Linked DNA regions of Arachis hypogaea: region 2 is linked to region 1. The links are chromatin contacts, called in public Hi-C maps. All regions are on one chromosome and are shown on one strand. Each heading gives the region's core, a stretch centred on a gene start, on an enhancer-like site or on the middle of the called end of the contact. The rest is flanking DNA. Distances are from core to core; before and after follow the strand shown. Region 1 has its middle 13 kb from the start of LOC112733268. Region 2 holds the start of LOC112733270.

Evidence for each region. A called contact is a pair of places that touch in the nucleus more often than the background predicts.
Region 2: a Hi-C map of leaf shows a contact between it and region 1, with 6 times the contacts expected there. The contact joins the promoter of LOC112733270 here to the enhancer-like site in region 1. A contact is called at or near these places in 2 of 8 Hi-C or Micro-C datasets (both in leaf).

The regions. Positions count from the first base shown.
Region 1 is chr13:126,977,031-126,980,895 of arahy.Tifrunner.gnm2.J5K5, forward strand. No RefSeq gene overlaps it. Among protein-coding and RNA genes, the nearest start is that of LOC112733268, 13 kb to the left of the region's middle. Within about 2 kb of position 2,056, at least 3 of the 3 cell types and tissues checked have open chromatin away from gene starts, as enhancers often do.
Region 2 is chr13:127,044,350-127,048,214 of arahy.Tifrunner.gnm2.J5K5, forward strand. LOC112733270 reads left to right here and starts at 1,869. Exons shown (of 8, transcript XM_072212468.1): 1 at 1,869-2,078; 2 at 2,167-2,578; 3 at 3,007-3,092; 4 at 3,553-3,699; 5 at 3,819-3,865. The coding sequence starts at 2,455.

The DNA.
Region 1 (3,865 bases), core at 806-3,305:
ATTCAAATAGTATTTATACACAATATCCATTCATAATTCACTATACGTTATAATAGATTACCTGTACAATAAAAAAAAATAGATTATCTTTTTTCATAAACCGCTACGACTTAGAGTCCATTATGTTTCTCTTATACATCTTCATAAATAGCTGGAGGATCTACGATTTATATTGTGGTTCTAACAATACGTAAACCGTTTCAAGATCCCACAAATTATGTTTAAGTTAGTACTAAAATCTCGATCATATCATACATAAATAATACAGGCCATGTGACCCTTCTTCAAAAATGGTAAAAAGTAAAAATTACATTTTTTAAAATAAAATAATAATAATAATAAAGATATCATGTGCAATAAACACTTTTCTACAAAATTAACTATAATTTTTATTATTCATCAAAAGGATTTCTGATAATATATATTTTCTCATATAAAGTGGTAATGAATAAATTCAAAATACATATAAAAAAAATTCGATGGTAGTAAACGTTACAGCAAATAAAAGCATTGTATGTCAAGCAATTTAGATGGATTAAATGCATAAAAATATCTCTCGGATTGAATCATATTGGAAAAGAATAAACAACTGGCCACGAAAAAAGAGGATGCAATTTCAATTCTAATAATTTATATTTTTTTAATAAATAAATAAATGCACCGAAGTGTACTTGTGAGCGACATCTTCAATTCATAGATTCCAATAGTTCCACCTTTTTTTATACATTGACCAGCTCTTATTGATTGCATCGTAACCGTAGAAGTGTAATTAAATAAGCAACAAGAAAAATTGTACCTAAAATGAAAAAAAATAAAGCACAATTGTCATGGATATAATTGTTGACATGGAAGGAATTTAAGAAATAATTTCGGATGCCATGATAAGTTTAAATTATTTGTATTGACAATATGGTATTGGATTGAATGACGTACGTGCATAGCTATAAAGCTACAATAATGTTGGTGGTGGCTGCATTTGAAAATGGTTGGCCAACCTATTCTTGTGATTTTTTTAATTTTTCATATTAATATTCTGAGCGTTAGTGTGTGTATTATCGCTTTGAATAATAATTAATAATACAATGAAATGTAACGTCACGCAAACACACACTGGCCTTCTCCTATTTGTGCTTTTTAGTTTTTACTCTCAATTCTCGATTCCAATCCAAACTCCAAAGTGCTTTGAACAGTTGCCAGAGAGGGATTACATGCTCATATAATAAGTTCAGTGCTTGAGATTTTCCTTTTTCTTCTTTTCATTTGTTCCATGTAGTAATAGATATTTCACTCGATTTTCTTATATTTTAAAAACGACGAATATTGCCGATTGCACGTACTTAAAAAACAAAATGGAATGATGGCAGAATTAAACTTCAGCTAACAATCGTAATGTTCAAATAATTGTTATTGAATAATCTTGTGATAATAGAAGATATAATATTATGCTTCGAATTGAATAAGGTTTTGCGACGAGATTGTGATCATTTCTTTTCTTTTTTTTTTTTAAAAAAAATGAAAAAACAGAGGAAGAAGTTAATTCACTATATAATTCACATGAATTATTTTTTTCTAAAATCATAAAATTAGAAAAATAAAAAAAGAATCTAATCATTTTTAAATTAAGATAACAGAACTTACATATAATTAAATTACAAATAACTTCTTGTTTTATTATTTTATAATTTTTTTAATTTTAGAAGAACTTTTTTATTTACATAACTACATTTTTTTGTTTTATATTCCACTCCTGGAATTTAAATTTTGGTGGCTTGATGAGAGGTCTACAAATTCTCCATGTCTGGCATAACTTCGTTGTAATATTTTTGTCAATAGCAACCAGGTGTTTTTGGAAGGAAAAATTATTTTTACTTACTGACTCTGTTGAGGCCCAAATTTAAAGAGGAAAATTCATTAAAACTTTAAGCTTAAAGTCCAAACAATTAAAAAATGATGTCCATTTATCCAAAAGTTATGGGCAAATGTTTTGGCCCAATATGGTAGCAAGATCAGTAAAGCGCCCAAAATTCGTCTTATACAGAATTAATCTCGTTCAAAAGCCAGTGAGTCTTAGCTCACACGGCATTCCGCCCCCTTCTCATCCAAAAAGTCTCGGGCTCAACTCTTACCGATTGCCAAAAAAAAAAAAATTCGTCAAAAAAAAAAAACTATTTCACACCCAAAAAATATGTATTTTTTTAAAAGAAAGTTTAATTTGAAAATTGGGCACCTGAAGCTTAGTTCAAGTGGCAATCATATGGCCTCTTAATTCTTAATATGAGGGTATAGTGCGTGTGGATTGTAATATTGTAATGCCTAAAATTAGATTACTAATGAGAATAAAATTTATAACCTATTACTTTATTTATTACCTCTAATAATATGTCATTTTTTAAGAAACGACGAACGCTTTATTTTACTTAGAATGCATTAGCATTTATTATATTTTCGTCATAAATATATTTTTTATAAATTTAAATTTATTGAAAATCATTTTTTCAAACATGATTTTTTTTGTTACTTTTATTTTTTGAAGAGTGTCTAGAACTATTTAGCAAGACTTCTTTAAACTTTTGATTTTGGCTGAAATAAGTCCCTTTTTCTTTGTATGTTTTTAAAGCATTACCTAATAAAGGCAGCTTCTTCATAAATTCCCATAATGTTGCTTGAACTTTTTGCTCGCAGCATTTCTTAATTCTTATCCTTTTGTGCTACCTTTTGTGGTGATTGGATAAAGAAGTTTTATCACTCAAATATAAAATAGGAAAAAGCCTATTGCTGGAATTTATCACCACCACCATTATTGAGCCCCATCCAACCACCAACAAAACCTTGAGCCCCATAAATCATAATAAACCCAACCCAGTTGATATAATTTTTTACCTAGATTTTTGGACGGAAGTATTAAATTTTGGTTTGATTCTCTTATTTTCAAATTTCAATTTTCGATTCTTTACCCAAAAGAGAAAAATCAATTTTCGATTTCATTTATTAACAAAGAATCAAAGCCCAATTACAATTTTTTTACGTTTGCAAGAATTTTTTATATATATTTCAAATATTCATAATACGAACAGTTGAAGTATTATTTAAAAATTATTAATTTATATTTTTAGAATATTTAATTTAGTTTGATGTATTTTAATTATATTTATTTATTATTAAATTTGATTTATGTTTATGAGTTTTCTTTATTTTAACTTAATAAGAGGTTATAAATACTTCATAAATTATTGTAGTTGTTATATTGAGCGATTGAAGGTGTAAAAACCTCCCCTTTTGGATTTCGTGATTAAATCATGGTGTGGACAAGTGAGGTTAAGTGAAGCCGTCTCTTGTTGCATTCGAAAATTGGGTAGAAGGTTGAGTGAGTTCCTTCAATTCAATTCTAAAAGTATGGTGTGGACAAGTTAGGTTAAAGAGTCTCTTTCTTATTGTATAAAAAAATTGGATAAAAAGTTCAGTGATTCTCTTTATATTTAATTTCAATCTATCTATTTTATTTTTTATTTTAATTTCAATGTATCTTTTTTATTCGGTTTTATTTGTCTTTTTGTTTACTCTTTTTCTTTTCTTATCATTTGTTGATACAAAAAAAGGATAAACAAAAACACAACATTAAAATTGAATAAAAAAATATATTGAAATTTAAAAAAAAAGAATTGAAATAGAAAAAGATGAATTGAAATTAAAAATAAAAGATAAAAAATAAAAGAATATGTGAAAATTGAGTACAATGAGATTCACTCTACTCTTTATCCAATTTCTTGATACAACAAGAAATGGACGTTTGTTGCATGCACAAAGTGGGATTTGAACCTTGACATTTGCTTAAATGGACGAATGAGCTGACCACTCAACCAACCCA
Region 2 (3,865 bases), core at 619-3,118, 67 kb after region 1:
TGATAATAAAGGAACAAGAGAAAAGAAATATAAATCAAATGAAAAAAGAGATGGAAGAAAGAATAAAGACCCAATTCGGTCCTTGTCCATTTTCACGAAAGATAACGTGATATATGTCTAAAAAAACGGACGCGGTCCTCAGCTTTTTTATTTTGGGATAATACGATTTATCTGTTAAAAATATTGTTAAATAATAACAAAAATTAATTTTGTGGGGGGTTTTATTTGTATTTTGTGGGGGTTTTAAACTCCACAAAATTCTTTTGAACAATATAATCAATTACTACCACTACTACCACTACTTTTTTCATCCTCACTATTATCACTTCTACTTCTATTATTTTTATTGTGTAACCATACTTTATCATTATCATTATTTCCTCTATCGTCATCATCACCAATATCAATATTATCAACATTAAAGTTCTCTTCTTTCATTTTTTATTCGATGTTATTTTTTTCGGGTTAAATACGATTTTGGTCTCTAAAGTAGGGGCTAAAAATTTTTTTCGTCCTTAACCTTTTTTTACTTACAAAATCGTCCCAAAGATTTAACTTAGTTCTAAAATTGTCATTTTTACTAAATTTTTAATTTTTATTCCGAAAATAACCTTAACTAAAAAAAGAAAAAAAAAAAGAGAAAAAGGGTAACCGGGGAAGGGGGAAGGATATCACCCACCGGGGGGGAGAGAAGGGAAAGGGCCACCGCCGTTGCTCCTCGCTGCCGCCACTCCTGCTCCTCGTCGTTCGCTATTTCTCCTTGCCCTCGCCGTCGTTGTCGCCTCGCAGCGCCGCGACTTGCGCCCTAACCTCACTGCAACTCGCCCTCGCCTCGCCGCAACGCGTCTGGCCGCGCCCTCGTGTTTTTTTCATCGTCGTCCAAGAGGTGGTGGTGGTAGTCGTGTGCGAAATTTGCAACAAAGATTTTCAGAGGGATTTTCGGTAATTATATTTATGGATTTTCAGTTTTTGTAATTGAAGATGAATTTATGGATTTCTGATTATTGTAATTACATCTGAGTTTTGTTAATGAAAGAGGAAGAATTTTAGTTCTGAGTTTTGTCAATGGTTCTGAGTTTTGACAATGATGATGATGATTTTCTTGTTTTTCTGAGTTCTGAGTTCTGCATTTGGGTTCTTATTTTTCTGAGTTCTTGACGATGATGATGATGATTTTCTGGGTTCTTGTTTTAGTCCATTATTGTTATTCTTCTACTTCTAGTAGCTTTTGTTGTTGTTCTTCTTCTGATTTCATTATCCATTGTTGTTGTTGTGCTTCTGATTGTTGTTTCATTGGTGTTGCATCTGCTTCTGCTTCAACTTCTAGTTCAGCTTTAGCTTCAGCTTTAGGTTCTGTTTTTGTTGATTTTGGAGAAGAAGGGGGAAGGATATTTTCGTCCGAAGGACAATTTTAAAATTAAATTAAACCTTAGGGATGATTTGTAAACAAAAAAATTAGGGACGAAAAAAATTTTTAGCCCCTACCTTAGGTACTAAAATTGTACTTAACCCCATTTTTTTTCTTTTAAAAAGTATTGTACTACAATTATTTTTTTTACGGCATCATTTTCATCAATGATTTTTCTTCACTTAACCATTATTGGTGAAGGAATTTTTTAAAAACAAACTTATTAATAGCTTGTGGGGGTTTAAAACTTCCATAAAATATAAATAAAATCTCTACAAAACTAATTTTTATTATTATTTAATGAATTTTTTAACAGAAAAATCATATTATCTCAAAATAAAAAGGTTGAAGGTTGAAATATCCATTTTTTTTTGGTAGGAATCGCTTTATTCTTTGTGAGAATGGACAATGACCGAATTTTACTTGCGAAATAAATAATGACAACAATATCAAAAGAAAAAAAAATGAAGAAAAAGAAAGAAGAGAAGGAGTTACAAAAATGTATAAGGAAGAAGAAGAAAAAACACGCTTAAAGATGAAGAAATACATACACAATAAATAGTACATAATATAAAAAATATTTATAACAATTTGATCGAACTTGATTGGTCGCTGATGGTTTTTTGCTCAATCAAATCATGCTGTCAAAATAAAGTCCATAGTTGAAAAGGTAGTTTTCGTTGCTGAAAGGTTGTGTTTAGTTTTGGCTTTTGGGAATTCTCAATTCTTGGTCTCACCCTTTTCTCCTAATTTCGCAGCGTAATCATTAAACACTGAAATTTGTTCTCCACCCAAGAGATACAAAGAGGAAAGCAAGGAATAAGAGGGATAGAGTGGAACCTACTCTTCCTACACTCAGTAAGCAACAGAATTAGTTAGGAATAACAAGAAGGTTTTCGTAAACGGCTAAACTCAACTTCACTGTTCACTCTCGCTTCTCTCCTTTGTACCCTTCCAATCTTCCATTTTCCTCTTACTTCAACTTCCAACTTTCCCTTTAATAATTAACTAATTAATTAATTGATTGATTGATTATTAGTTAATTAATGACGGATCAAATAGTTTCTTCTCCTCTAATTCCTCCTTCATCTATCACCCACTCTTCCGCCATCGACCTTGAAGCCGGTTCCTCCGAACAAATCCAATGCCGGATTTGTCTCGAAACAGATGGTAATTTTGCCCTTTCCATTCTCTTTTTTCTGTTTAAATGTTTCTAATTTCCAGCTTAGGGATTCGATCACCTGTTCTGAGCTTGTTCCACGATTCTACTCTATTTGTGATTTTTTTCCGAGTGGATAAATGCATTTGCTTTAGTTTGAAATAAACAACATTTTATCTCAATTTGAGCTTGAACTATTTATATCGAGCTATTACTTGTATAATTCTAGCTGTAGTTCTTAGTTTTTTAGTTGTTACTCTGAATTCTTAGCTCAGTTTACTGATACTTGAATTTATTGCAATTCCCTAGTATATGAATTTGTGAATACTTATTATTTAGCTTAACATTTAGATTATCATGGTTCATGATATATCCTACCAGTTACTATCTGCCTGTTTTACAAATATATTTAGTTAATTTTACTTTTAATTCATCCCAGGCAGAGATTTCATTGCTCCTTGCAAATGCAAAGGTACATCAAAATATGTACATCGAGAGTGTTTGGATCACTGGCGTGCGGTTAAGGTATGGATGCCGTCTATATTTAAGTTTCAATGGTTTGTATACTATCGCAATATCAATCTATATACTGTTTGCATAGGGTAACAATTATGTGGTTCATAAGTGATGAATATGATTACTAGCTAAGGGTTGCCAACTTATATGTGACAATAAGCGGATGCCACTTTTATTGATATGAATACTTTTCATTCTTAGAAAGTTGTTTTCTGGTTAGGAATCTAATCATTGTAAAATTTATACACATTGTTATGAAAAGGTTTTATGTGCTTGCTTAGTTCTTGTTAGGTAGTTAGGCTTCACAATTTAGTTTTATGGCTCATGCTATATGTATCCTCTGCTTTGCAAACTTACTTTTGGAATCTCCTGCCATGTACATATTTTTGAATTCCTCAATATCAAAGTGTGCTTATCCTTGTAGTTCTGTAAGACACATTCTTCTGAGTTTATTGGTCAATTCTTGCAGGAAGGGTTTGCATTTGCTCATTGCACTACTTGCAAGGCACCTTATCATTTGCGTGTTCATGGTGCTGCAGATAGGAAATGGCGTACCTTGAAATTTCGGTTTTTTGTCACCAGAGACATTTTGTTTATATTTCTGGCAGTTCAGCTTGTAGGTGAATTGTTTCCATCTTCGTAGCCATGTTGATGCCTTTTGTAATAATTTGTTAATTGCTCAGATGTTCTGATTCTACATGGCTGCCTGTGGCTCTGTATTTCCTTTTTCTGCAGGTCATTGCTTCATTGGCATATTTGGTTTATCTAATAGATGGTTACCA